Regions from separate parts of the Mus musculus genome. Here all the other regions are linked to region 2. Evidence: chromatin contacts called from public promoter capture Hi-C data. All regions are on one chromosome and are shown on one strand. Each heading gives the region's core, a stretch centred on a gene start, on an enhancer-like site or on the middle of the called end of the contact. The rest is flanking DNA. Distances are from core to core; before and after follow the strand shown.

Region 1 (4,288 bases), core at 937-3,436, 520 kb after region 2:
GAAAGCTGAATAACAAAAAAGCTGTGAAGGGAATCAGGTCTGGTGAAGCATGCCTGTAATCCTAGCACTCTGGACAGAGGAAAAGCATTTAGAACACATATTCTAAGTTACCCAGATAGTCAGACCCTGTCTCAAACAAACAAACAAAGAAAAAAAAAAAAAGAAAAAGAAAAAAAGAAGAGAAAAGAAAAGAAAAGAGAAGAAAAGAAAAGAAAAGAAAAGAAAAGAAAAGAAAAGAAAAGAAAAGAAAGACTGTGTTAGGTGTTGATATTTAGCTCAGTGCTGGAGTACAAGGCCCTGGGCTCAGTGCCTAGAACAGAGAAGAAAACAGCTTCAAAGGGGGAACAGAGCCCATTACCACCCCTCCACCCCACCTCACCCCTTCTTCTGCCCTACCCCATACAGCCACACACTGGGCAGAGACTATGGCTACAATATTGCTACTGTTATAAAGAAGAAAACACAACTAGTTAGCTGTCGGGATCCCTGGAATCCCTTGTCAACTCTACTTAAATCTGTTCAATTCTTAAGCTTTTATTTACAGTAACACAAACACAAAAAGTACCATCTTAACCACATAATTTGTGTGTGTTCATGTGTATCACAGACTGGTCTCAAATTCACAGAGACCTGCCTGCCTCTTCTTCAGGATAAGTTTTTCAAATGTAGCTCTTATATTTGATGTTCTCCTGAAAGTCTCAAGGCTGTCTCTTAATAATTCAACTCCTCAGGCTAAAGAGATGGCTCAGCAGTTAAAAGAGGACAGACCATTCTTCCAGAAGACCTTGTTTCTAGTCCCAGCACTGACACTGCAGGTCTCAACCATTTGTAACTTTAGTTTCAGGGTACCTGGTGCCCTCTTCTTGCCTCCACAGGTAGGCATCTGGTATGTAGATGGTATACATTCAGGCCAGACAAGTGGCTCATACTTAATACAAGTACTTAGGTGGAGGCTGACACAGGAAAATGAGTTTCAGGACAGCTTGGCTTCAAAATAAGCCCTGCCTCATTCATAAATAAATAAATAAATAAATAAATAAATAACTTTCTCAAGAGGACTTCTCTCAATACTAGCAATAGTGTTTTTCCCCTCTTAGAGTTGCTTTCGGTCTCATTACCCTGAAAAGCTCTTCACTTTCTGAAGTAAGTATAATTATTGACTTATGACCTATCTCTCCCTCAACCGTAAAATAAAAATTCTGTCAGAGAAATTTTCCACATGACCAGGACAGTGTTGTGTGTGCTTTTGTTTTTGACGTAGTATGTGCTGTTGGTATTTCAATAAAATACTTGCTGGGTAACATATACAAATTTTAAAAAAAAAAATCACTGTGCTGTGGCTTCACACTGAGCTACACTAACAGTCCTACTTTCTCTCTGTAAGTGTGTGTGTGTGTGTTGTTCACAGGTATGGAGGGTTGTCCAAGAGACCAGATGACAACTTCAGGTTTGGTTCCTCAGAGCTATCCCCCTTATTTTTATTGTTTGTTTAACGCGGGATTTCCCACTGGCCCAGAAGGCTAGACTGGTGATCATCCATGGTCTTTTGGGGGTGGGGTGGGGGGTTGTTGAGACAAGGATAGCGCTGGCTGTCCTGGAATTCGCTATGTAGACCAGGCTGGCCTCGAACTCACAGAGATCCGCCTGCCTCCATGTGGCGATTAGAGGCGGGCGCCGCCGCGGTGAGGCTGGAGTTGAACGTACTTCCTCACACTACCATCGTAGCTCACACACAGCACACACCGGGCAGGGGCTTCGGCCAGTGAGGTGCTGTCAAGTGTAAAGCAGAAAGTGCAAGCAGTCACCTGCTCGGATCGACTCTTGCTTAACTTCCTCCACACAACTAATGACCAGCTTGGTGACTGAAGTCCCTCTCTTGGCTCCGCTCCCTTAATTCCCCTTTATCCGAGGGCTGCCTGAGACACTCTCAGTCCCTCCCTGCCTTTGCTTCACCTTCGGACCTCCACAGCTACAGACAGATCGGCAGCGTTAGACGCCAGGGCCGCTCTCCCCGCGCTGCCCACACTTTGCAGCCGAACACGTGCGAGTCGTGTGTACAGCGCTCGCCCAACCTTCCACTCAAGCCACGCTCACAGCAAGCCCCGCCCCTAGGCCCTGGTCCAACTCAGCCCCACGAGTCGCGCCCTCGCCCCCACTTCTCGCGAGAAGTGAACACGCCTGGCCGGACGGGAGGAAAGTATCTGCTCCGCTGAGGGGGGAAAGGAGGAGCAGGAGACAGATTGTGGGACCGAGCGCGGGCGGGCGGGAGGCGCCGGAGCTACCAGCGGGTGAGTCCTGTTAACATTAGCTAGTCCGTGGCCTGACAGGAGTCTCTCCTTCTACTCTGGCCAGTCCCAGCGTCCCGGGCCGGGGTCTCCCCTCCCAGTCTGTTGGACGGGGGCGCTGAGGCGGTGGCCAGGCCTGTCTGAGGAAGAGGGTGGGGCGTAGGCTAAAGACAACCAATAGGAGAGAAGGAAGCCACAATTGGCGGCCATGAGCGCTAATGGGAGATCGCCTTTACCTTGCGGAGTGCCGCCCTCTTCTCTTCTCCCGCCTCCTTCCTTTTGGAGGAAGGCGGGGCCAGAGGACTGAAGTGTGGGGAGAACTTGGGGTAAGTAGCCCCGGGGGGCACAGGGCGTGGCGAGGAAAGGGGGGTTGAATCCTGAGGGAAGCGAAGTCTAGTGGAAGTCTAATGGAGGGATCTTGGAGTGGAAGATAGAGGAGGACTGCTAAACTAGGTTGAAGACTCAAAAGATTTCCCAAAAAGTGGGTTTAGGGCTTGGCACTGCAGAAGGCAGAGGTAAATAGGCAGGAGGTAGGTTTGGGTGACGAGAGCCTGGCTCAGGTGAAAGCACGCGTTGTGTGGTCGAAGTGGAGCATTGGGAAACGGGGGTCCTGGCGTTTCGATTGAATTCAGAAGAATCTGAGCAAGAGACACGGTGTCAGAAAGTATGGATCTGGACAGATTAAGTGGATGAGTTTAGGAGGACATGTGAGTGGGTTGGGTTGCTAGAAGGCATCGCTTCGGTGATAATATGGAAATCCAGAGGGTAAGGGGGGATATTTGGAGAAGAGACAGCGACTGACATACAGTCTGGTTCTTTCTTCAGTCGGGAGACCGCCAGGATACTGCTTAGTGTTTTTTGGTGGATATGGCACCCAGACTGGTGACCAGCCAGCCAAAATGCTGGCCCGGGGGTTGAGAAGAAGAAAAGTAGGGCGCTACTCTGATTGTCATTTTTCCAGTGTTCCACTTTCCAAGTTTCATTTCTTTCAGAACACAGGGATGTGGGCCTGGGACTTCGCAGTCCAAGTTGGAGACCCGTTGGGACTTCTATGTTGCTCTGAAATGCTTATTATGTGCACTCACTGGGGTGTTTACTACCCAGGGCACCTCCTACCCAGATTCCCGTGTTACTACTTTCCTAACTTTGTTTTCTGCTTAGCAGAGGGTGTTTTAATATCTCTCAGGGTTCATATGAAGTATAGGTTTGTGGAGATGTGCAGGTTTTTTTTTTTTTTTAATTTCAGCAAACTCATTTGTTTCCTATGTTTAAAATTTTTTCAGCAGTATAATTTCTGAAGAAACTATAGGTACTCTAAACACTAACAAATAAATTTTGTTTCCTTAAATGTGAATTTTCCCTTTCGTTCATTAAGAGTTATTTAATGGATGATTGAACTTAATCTTAATTATCTTGTATATTTTCTTGTTTATTAATTGGGGCAGTGTTTCATATAGCCCAAGTACACCTCAGACTGAGATAACTGAGGGTGACCATGATCCTCCACCCACCTCCCAAGTGCTGGGATAATAGGTGTGTACCACCATATCCAGTTTATGTAGTACTAGGGTTCTCAGGGTCTTATACATGGTAGGTAAGAACTCTGCCATGTGAGCTACAGTCTTTAGCCCTTGTGTGTGTGTGTGTGTGTGTCTGTGGTTTATGTAGTGTGTCATGTAGCCCATACTAGCTTTGAACTCATTTTTAAATTTCTGATCCTTCTATCTCCACGTACCAAGGGTTGATACAAGCATTCGCTTCCATGCCCAGTTTATCAGTTTATGTGGCGCTGGGGATTGAACCTAGGGCTTTGTGCATGCACTGTACCCATTGAGCTTTATCCCCAGTCCACTTTTTATATTTTGAGTGGTGTGAGTGAAATAGACTCATAGTTCAGGAAATTGAACATTTTCTCATGTTTTCTTTGCATCCAGATTTACAAAAAAGAGCTATCATAGTATTTTAGGACAAGGGTTGAGGAACTCAAACACAATTTGTTTTTA
Region 2 (4,280 bases), core at 519-3,018:
AACAAACAACAACAACAACAACAAATGGTACTGGAAAGGCAGCTTGGTCATAGTTGAGGCCAAGAGCTAGTAGCAGAGTGGGAAAAAGAATAGAGATTAGAGCTTGTGGCCTATCTCAAACCAACTTTCAGCTCTCCTAGTGTTCCTATTTAGAATGCCAGTCCCTCTCCTTCCCTCCGATATTTCCCCAGAGAAGTAAATTCAACTGGAGCATGAGACATTGAGGTTAGACACATGGATCGACTGCCCAGCAATGGCCATCAGATGATGCAGAAATAAGTTGCTTAGGGGGAAACCAATTGCTTTTCTTTTCAGAAGCCTGATTGTCAGCCTGCCTGAACCTACACTTTAGCAGACAAGGTTGAATTAGCCTGTGTGTGAGGATACTTTCTCTTCTCTGATTGGGCCCTCATGCTCTCAGATACAATGCAAGCAGGTCAGCTGCAATAGAATCTCCCCCACCCCCACCCCCCCGTACATTTTGCCTGTTCTTCTGTCCCCACAGCCCCGCTCAGATCCTCAAGTCTCCGGGCCCTGCTCGCAGAAGGGATGGCGGAGAGCCCAGAATGGTCCTCTGCGGGGACCTGTGCCAAGCCAGGTTGCCATTTCCATTTTCATTAATTGAAGTGGCGTAATCCTGATCATCTCAGGTCAACAGTTAACTGTTGCTGGCTGGGAGCCTGTGGAGAACTGCCTATGCAGGACGTGCTCTCCTCCCTAACCTTAACCCTTGACCCTAACCTCCACGGTGCTGACTTCTTAGCTAGCTCCCCACCTCACACACATGGCCAACCTCACCTCTTGGGATTCCAGTTTCTATCCTCTCAGGAAGGCCCTCCTGGTGTCTATCTGCTATCCCGCTTGTTGTAATTGGGACTCAATTTTCTTTCTTTGTTCGGTTTAAAAAACATCCTTACAAATGCAGTTGCCTCTTGAAGCTTCCTGTGCTGTGGTTTGGGAGGACAGTATGTCGCTGAACAAAAGGTTTTGTTTTCCAACCCTGAATAGGCAAAGCAAATAGGTGGTGGTCTGGCTGAGTGTAAGAGTGAACACAGGCTTCCCTTCTTACTCAGCTTTGGGGAGGGTCTCTGCCTTACCCTATGAGGGTCATGCTTTGGCATCCTTTCTGCCCATGCTTGGCAGTGTCGCTTTGTGAGTGTCATTACCCCGGGAGAGGTCAGGTGATGTTTTGTCTTGCAGCATGAGTGTGTTAATACACATTTGTGTACTTCTGTGGTTCTAGGGACCATATTTGTTTGCCATTCTTAATCTTCCAGATGGACACTGGTATAAGTGAGTGTAGCCAATTTTTGCTGCTGCTATGTCTTTGTGCGTCTTCAGGATGTGTGTGTGTGTGTTCGTGCGTAGCCTCTTAGTTTTCAGTCTTCATAGGCTGATGTCTTTCTGAGTGTCCTCTGGCCGGGTTCAGAAGGGAGGGAGAGAAGCGTCGGAGGCAAAGGATTGGGCAGGAGGGGGTGCGTGGCAATCTGTGACTCGGAAAACAGACGTGCAGCGCGTGCGGGGCGGAGGCGGGGGCACTCTGGCCCCCAGCTCCTCCGCAATCCAATTAAATAACATTTAAATGCATAACCAGCCCGCGCGCCGATGAGGCTGGAGATTGGAGCGGGCGCGGCGGCGGGCTGCGCGGGCGGCGTTTTGTGGAGCTCAGCGATTCTGGCGGCAATTTCCCCGCGCCGCGCGGCTTTTACGAGCCCGCTCCCGGCGCCCGCCCGCTCCGCTGAGCCCGCCGCCTCCGCCCGCCTCAGTCTGCCTCCGCCCGCGCAGCCCGGCAGCGTGTGGTCCTGCTGCCCGCGCCGCCCCGCCTGTTCCTCTTCGGAGCTGTCCTGGGCTCCTTACTTCCAAAGCCTACCTACCTTAATCCTTTGGACAGAGCGCCCAGCCCTCAGTGCATTGCTGCTTTTCACCTGCTGGCTGCATCCACCTCTGACCTGGACCCCTTTTGGCCTGTGCAATTCCGCTCTATCTCTGGGTCACTGGCTCTGCACAGCTTGTGTTTCTCTCTGCCTCAGTTTACTCTCTTAGGCCTCCTGTGCCCTTTACCTTGAGCCCTTCCCTTTCCTCTTCAAGCCTACATCCTAGCACCAGAGTAAGAGGCTTGAAGGAGAGGCAGAAGGTGGTGGTAACAAGTGCATGGTTGGAAGAGGTGGCTTCTTCTCTGTATCCTTTCAGCATAGAAAGGACCGGCCTGTTCATTCAGGACCATCAGACGGCTCCTGTCCAGAAGTCCTGAGATTGATAGATGTGGGTCCATCAGCCCTGAGGTTAGTATGAAAGGGGCCACTTGCTGAAGAACCAAGAGCAGCCCCACCCCGAGATCCCTGATCTTCTGAAGACAGAATCCCAGGAAGACAGAAAGCAAGACAAGCCATTTCATGTCTTGTGTGGTACCCGACTCCCCTGTTTCATCTTCCCGTTCCCTCCCTTGCATATCTGTGTTCTGCCCCCCAACATATGGAACCTGGCATTTACCATATGCTGACGACCCAGGCAGATTTAGGGAAGATCTTTCCTGGCAGACAAACAGCAAGGGGAAACCCTCCTGCGAGCAGTCTGGCATGCTGGAGGAATGGCATTGAGGCCGGTATGGCTGGAGCAGGGAAAATAAGGAAGGGAATGAGCTGTGGCTTCTAAGAGGTCACAGAAAGCTAATCACGATCATGTGGGGACTAATGAGTCACAGCTAAACTTGCACTTCCACTCTGAATGGACAGGGAGCCATTGGAGAGTCAGGGCCTGAGAGTGATATGCATACTCCCCTTGACTACTCAATGCTGTCATGTTGAGAATGCAGTGGGAAACAAGGACGTCCAAGAGTGCACTGTAGCAGCAAGGAGAGAGTGGGGCCTGGATGAATGTTGCAGAGTCAGCTCGGGGTGGGGGTGGGGGGTGGTTGCGGTGAGTCAGATGGGAACCGTGGAAGCAGCATCATCAAGGAAAAACTAAGAGGTTTTTGTGTTGTTTTGTTTCCTACCAGTGACCAGAACATGGAACTTGTCATTACCTGGTATCATGGAATACCAAGGAGCTGGCATCAGGAGACATGCTTTGGACACATTTAGTGTGAGATGCCTGCTAAAGATCCAAGTAGAGGAGGCTCATGGGTCTTAGTTTCCTGTGAAGACTAGGCTGGCGATAGAGATTTAGGAGTCCTCAGTGATACTGGGTGTGATCCTTCAGGGGTCCAAAGACAAGAGCACAGATACTTCAATATTGCAACAGAATGGAAAAAAAAAAAAAACTGCTGAGGAGGATTTGGGGGAGAGATGTGGGATGAGGACTCTTGACTTGGCCATTCCTCATTCTGAGCAGCCCTCATTGGTCGTTTTCTATATGGTCCTGGCTTCATTCCCCTGGGAACTCTGCACAACAGCCACTCTGGGCACTTTGTGCCACTCACTGTTGACCAGGGCCTGCAAGATTCCAGATGCTCAGCCTTCTAGACCAGGAAAAACAGATCAATAGGGTCTGAAATCCTGCCTCCTCTTTAAAGCTTTGCCAATAGGGAAACTGAGGCCTTGAGAAACAGTTTGCTTGGGGACTCCTGCCAGCAAGCGACCAAGGCCCCTAGAGCAGAACTGAATGTTCCTTGTGTACCTGCACTGTCACAGGCAGCAGAGGGCTACTGAGCACAAGGCTACACCCATGAGACAGAGGCTCGAAGGAGACAACAGAGGCAGGAGATATTCTCACTCCTCAGAAACTTTCACTAAAGTGTCTTCAGTTCTTTGCTTTCATTCTTGGTGACTTCCCAGTGTGGTCTCTCCTCTCTACCCTAGATCCTTTTTGTCCTACAAACCTTACTCTGACCAGATCTTCTAGAACCAGTCCCAAGATCTTTAGATTGCTGATCCTGTCAGGTGGCTCAGGCCCTGAATGAACCCAACAGCCAGTCATCTTCTTCCTTTCTCCTGAGTTCTTAATACCCAGGCCAGTATGTATTCACATGATTCAGCCCTATTATCAAAATGTAACATAATTCTGAGCTACGGACTTCACTCTCTCCACTTGAAGAATTTCAGGCAAAGCTAGTTTTGTTCATCTATGTTGTTGACTGCTGCAGACTCCTAACTGATCCCCCCCCCCCCCCCTTGCTGGTCCCATTCTGCATGCAGCAATCACTCTCACCCAACCCCTGAGTCTGTGTGTTCCTTACTTTTCTCCCGGTCCTTCAACCAGTCTCAACCAGTTCCTACTGGTCCCCTGTCCTGTGCTTACTCTGTTAGGCGGAGCCTGTCTCCACTGTTTCAGTCTCTGGGTTA
Region 3 (4,642 bases), core at 1,713-4,212, 800 kb after region 2:
CTCTGTCTTCTGACCTGGGAGCTTCTCTGTAAGGTCCTTCTAGATAGAAAGGAGAGGCAGACACAGAAGTTCAGGGCACAAGAAACTATTTCTGCCATTGCCCTTACATTCTTCAGTGAGGCCGGGCATGGTGGCACACACCTTTAATCCCAGCACTTGGGAGGCAGAGGCAGGAGGATTTCTGAGTTCGAGGCCAGCCTGGTCTACAAAGTGAGTTCCAGGACAGCCAGGGCTACACAGAGAAACCCTGTCTCGAAAAAACCAAAAAAAAAAAAAAAAAAAAACCCACCAAAAAAACCCACATTCTTCAGTGAGACTGGGGGTGTGGGGCCTGAGCCTACATACAGCTTTGAGTTCTTCCTTCCTTCCTTCCTTCCTTCCTCCCTCCCTCCCTCCCTCCCTCCCTTCCTTCCTTTCTTCCTTCATTCCTTCCTTCCTCTCTCTCTCTCTCTCTCTCTCTCTCTCTCTCTCTCTCTCTTTCCCTTTCTTTTCTTTTTTCTTTTTTTCAGACAGGCCTAGTCTCTCAGGTTCGCTGTGTACCAGATGAATGACAATCGAGGTTAACTATTCACCACTGTTTGTAATTCTCAGCACTCAGGAGATGAGGCAGGAGGATTCCGGCAAATTAGAAGTCACCCTCAGCCTGTCTCAAAAATACAAAACTAAAATTAATCAAGTGCATAATTGCCACACCTCCCATTCTTTACGCTCCAGTTTTAGGTCCATCTTCCACATTTCTTTTTAAAGACAAGATCTTATGTAGCTGAGACATAGTGTGAACTATGCTTCAGAGGATGTCCCTGAATTTGTGTCTCTAGACATAGTGTGGTTTGTGCTTGTTTGTTTGTTTTTGAGACACCATCTCACTATATATCCCTGACTGGCCTGTAGCTTCCTATGTTAGACCAGGATAGCTCTGAATTCACAGTGATCCACCCATTTCGGCTTCCTGAGTGCTGGGACTAAAAGCATGTACCATTAGGCCAGGCTAATACGTTTAGTTTTTCTTTTTAAAGAGTTAATTTATTGGGAAATGAAAACCAAACTAAGAGCCAGGTGATGGTGGCAGTGGTGGCACCTTTAATCCCTGTACTTGGGAGGCAGAGGAAGATGGAACTCTGAGTTTTGAGGCCAGACTGGGGTACCTATGGAGTGAATTCTAGGACAGACAGGGCTACACAGAGAATCCTTCTATTGAAAAACAAAACAAAGCAAAAAGTTATTTGGGGGCCAGAGAGATGGCTCAGTGGCTAAGAGCAGTTACTGTTCTTGCAGAGGATCCTGGTTCTGTTCCCCAAATCTACATGATGATTCAGAACCATCTGTAACTCCTGTTCCAGGGGAGTCCAGCGCCCTTTACTGGCTGCTGTGGACACTGCATGCATGTGGTGCACATAGGTGCATACAGGCAAAACACAAATTAAAAAAATATTTTTAAAAGCCCCTTATACTCCCTGTATAGTACTACAGGTGTGCATGCACCACCATGCCCAGTGACAAAAGTGCTCTCGAGGAGGAGGGTCAGGCTCAGAGTCAGTTTCAATTAAAGGCTAGGTGAGTCCATTTCTTTGGGTGTCAGGTGAGGCAGAGCATCATAGATTCAGGAGCAGGTGGAAGAGTTTGCTTATTCATAATGGCCAGGAAGCAGAGAGATAGCAATAGCAGGGAAAGGCTAATACCGTTCCTGTGAGTCTCACCATCCCACACTTCCCTCCCATTTGTCTATTCAGATTTTGAGCTCACAATTGAATTAAGTTAGAATTAAACCATCTAAACATCTCTCTGTAGTTCTAGCCCCCCCCCCAACCCCTTCAGTTTCAGAAAAGGTCTCAGGAGAGCATGGTGGTAGATCTTTAATCTCAGCACTCTTGGGAGATAGAGGTATGAATCTCTATGAATTCAAGGTCAGTCATGTCTACATAGCAAGTTCCGTGCTAGCCAGAGCAACATAGCCATACCCTGCCTCAAAATAAAGCCTAGGGCTGGAGAGATGGCTCAGCAGTTAAGAGCACTGACTGCTCTTCTAGAAGTCCTGAGTTCAATTCCCAGCAACCACATGGTGGCTCACAACCATCTGTAATGGAATCAGATACCCTCTTCTGGTGTGTCTGAAAACCATGAGAGTGTACTCATATAAATAAAACAAATCTTAAAACAAACAAACAAACAAACAACAAAGCCTAAATAAGACAAAGTCAGGGTGGTATGTATCTCAAGTTGGAAGAGAACTATGGAGTGGACATTCAGTGATCCTCCTGCCTGTACCTCCCAATGCTGGGATTACAGATCGGAGTCAACGGTATTTGGAGGCAGGGGCTTGCTACGCAGTCTACACTAACCTTTTATTCTTGTCCACATCCTGTAGGCATTACAGCCTTGGGCCAATATGCCCCACCAATGTCTGGTTTGTGTGTATTTTGGTCCAATCTGTGTCATTTTGCTACTGGTAGTTCAACGGTGCACTTTTGGGGTTATTGTAAGGATTATAGAAGCGTTTGTTAGTGATATACTCGGGAAAAGTTACTGTCCTTCCAGTGTCCGTCTCTCTCTTTCAGGACGCCTTACCCTGTGAAGTCCGTTCTGACTGTCCTCTAAAGTCTTTTTTGTTTTTTTTTTGGAGGTGGGGGGGCGGGGAAAGCTCACTGGTAGGATGACATCGTCTGTATATTCCTCAAGGATATTTACGGGGGTTGGAGAGTTTAATTAGGTACTTTCCTAAACCTGGCTTATTTTGGGCTTTTTCCGTACTAAGTAAGTGAGTGGGAGACGCTGCTGGGGATTCAGAGTTGGAAAAAACAGTAGTCTTACAGGAAACAAACCAAAACCAAACCGCGGCGCTCCTTACGCCACAGGTCGGTCCTCGGACGTGTCAGCGTCGTGCCCGCTCCGTACGCAAGGGGGCGCGCCAGGAAGTCCCGGAAGTCCGTCCCGAAACCCGACTCGGAACTTTCTTCCTTGCACTTCCGTTCAGCTTCGCGCAGTCGTTTGTCCTGTACGGCTACCCGTCCTCACACGAATCTAGCCCGGGAACTAAGATTCCGGGGAGCGCAGTCGTCACCAGCCGGGAGCCTGTCGATTCCAGACGCTCTCCGGACTGGCAAGATGTGCTCCCTGGGGTTGTTCCCCCCGCCGCCGCCTAGAGGTCAAGTCACCCTGTATGAGCACAATAACGAGCTGGTGACCGGCAACAGCTATGAGAGCCCGCCTCCCGACTTTCGGGGCCAGGTGGTCCGGGTGGGAACGCTGCGGTGGGGATGCGGAAAGTGGGAATAGAGGCGACGCGGCGGGGCTCGCTCACAAGTGATTGGGAACGGCATGACTCCCACAGGAGACTGGAGAGAACGAAATATATTTTAGGGCCTGTGTTACCCAGTTAGGCATGCCAAGGCATGTGAGGAGGTTCTAGGAGGGGTAGAGAAGATGATGGATGCCGTCCATCAGGTCTTCTCTAGTGTCAACCCTGTGAAAAACGATTGTGGTTTGCAGATGAGGACTGAAAATTTTCTGTCCCACAAGTGTTACATTTGTGGGTATGGGAAATGGGGCCGTGGAATCTCTTATGCCATAGGTTGGAGATGGCAAGGAGTTCTGTTAAGATTTGGGGAAGAGACTGACTGCCTCCCTCTCTTCTGAGGTATAGTGGATCAATCTTCCTGTCCTACACCTGACCAAGGATCCCCTAAAAGCCCCAGGGAGGCTGGACCATGGTACAAGAACTGCCTTCATCCATCACCGTGAGCAAGTGTGGAAGAGATGCATCAATGTTTGGTGAGGCATAGCAAACAGTGGCTTAAATAGGCCATGGTCTACCGAGCCTGCTTTGGGCAGCTCTTGAATGGCTGCTTATTGCAGTCTGTGTCTTCATATTACCACAAATCATATTAGGTGATCCATTTTTATTGTAAAACTCAAGGGTGTACCAGAAACCTCATTTATCCCTAATAGCTTGGCTTGATTTTACAAACCTGCTCTCAGCACCGACCTCATTTGCTTTTATCTGAAGCTCAGGAAAGTTAGGAAAAGGTTGAATTGATTCGTTAATATGTAGGACATGTAAGAATTAAAGCTGTGCTATCTTTTTTTTTTTTAACTGTACGTTTGGAAAAGTTACATAATTACTCTGTCCTAAAGCCAAACCCCTTTAAACCATGGTGACTAAATAGATACAAAGCACATAGAAGCATTTCCTGGCACATTAATCCCTTGATGTGTTTGCCATCCCCATTATTATCATTGCCATTATCTGTAAAAAGAATCCCTGGTGCCGGGCGTGGTGGCTCACGCCTTTAATCCCAGCACTCCGGAGGCAGAGGCGGGCGGATTTCTGAGTTCGAGGCCAGCCTGGTCTACAGAGTGAGTTCCAGGACAGCCAGGGCTACACAGAGAAACCCTGTCTTGAAAAAACAAACAAACAAAAAAAAAACGAATCCCTGGCAATTATGTTCCTGGGTTCATGAGTTTGCTTGTTACTTTGTGAGTTGTTGTCAAATAGCCTTTTATCCAAATTTTACATACAGGACTTGGGGTATAGCTCAGTTGGCAGAGTGCTTGCCTGGCATGCAGGAAGCCCTAAGATCAGTAACTAGCACCATGTAAAACTAGGTATGATTGGTACATGTCTGTAATCTCACACTAGGCAGGA

The links. Promoter capture Hi-C pulls out the DNA fragments that hold promoters and counts their contacts.
Region 1: a promoter capture Hi-C map of liver shows a contact between it and region 2, with 6 times the contacts expected there. The contact joins the promoter of Atf7 here to the promoter of D930007P13Rik in region 2. A contact is called at or near these places in 10 of 39 promoter capture datasets (the 3T3-L1 cell line, 3T3-L1-derived adipocytes, the HPC-7 cell line and 5 more) and 1 of 115 datasets of contacts at active chromatin or transcription factors (bone marrow-derived macrophages).
Region 3: a contact with region 2 is called in a promoter capture Hi-C map of liver, with 3 times the contacts expected there. The contact joins the promoter of Aaas here to the promoter of D930007P13Rik in region 2. A contact is called at or near these places in 4 of 39 promoter capture datasets (liver, pre-B cells and stem cell-derived epiblast-like cells).

What each region holds. Positions count from the first base shown.
Region 1 is chr15:102,623,362-102,627,649 of GRCm38.p6, reverse strand. It overlaps Atf7 (activating transcription factor 7), which reads left to right and starts at 2,186. Exons shown (of 12, transcript NM_001310067.1): 1 at 2,186-2,288.
Region 2 is chr15:103,144,316-103,148,595 of GRCm38.p6, reverse strand. It overlaps D930007P13Rik (Riken cDNA D930007P13 gene), which reads left to right and starts at 1,768. Exons shown (of 7, transcript NR_045743.1): 1 at 1,768-2,282; 2 at 2,996-3,081.
Region 3 is chr15:102,349,079-102,353,720 of GRCm38.p6, reverse strand. It overlaps Aaas (achalasia, adrenocortical insufficiency, alacrimia), which reads left to right and starts at 2,962. Exons shown (of 16, transcript NM_153416.2): 1 at 2,962-3,225; 2 at 3,641-3,768. The coding sequence starts at 3,103. It overlaps Gm36246 (predicted gene, 36246), which reads right to left and starts at 2,894. Exons shown (of 3, transcript NR_155425.1): 1 at 2,809-2,894; 2 at 1-39.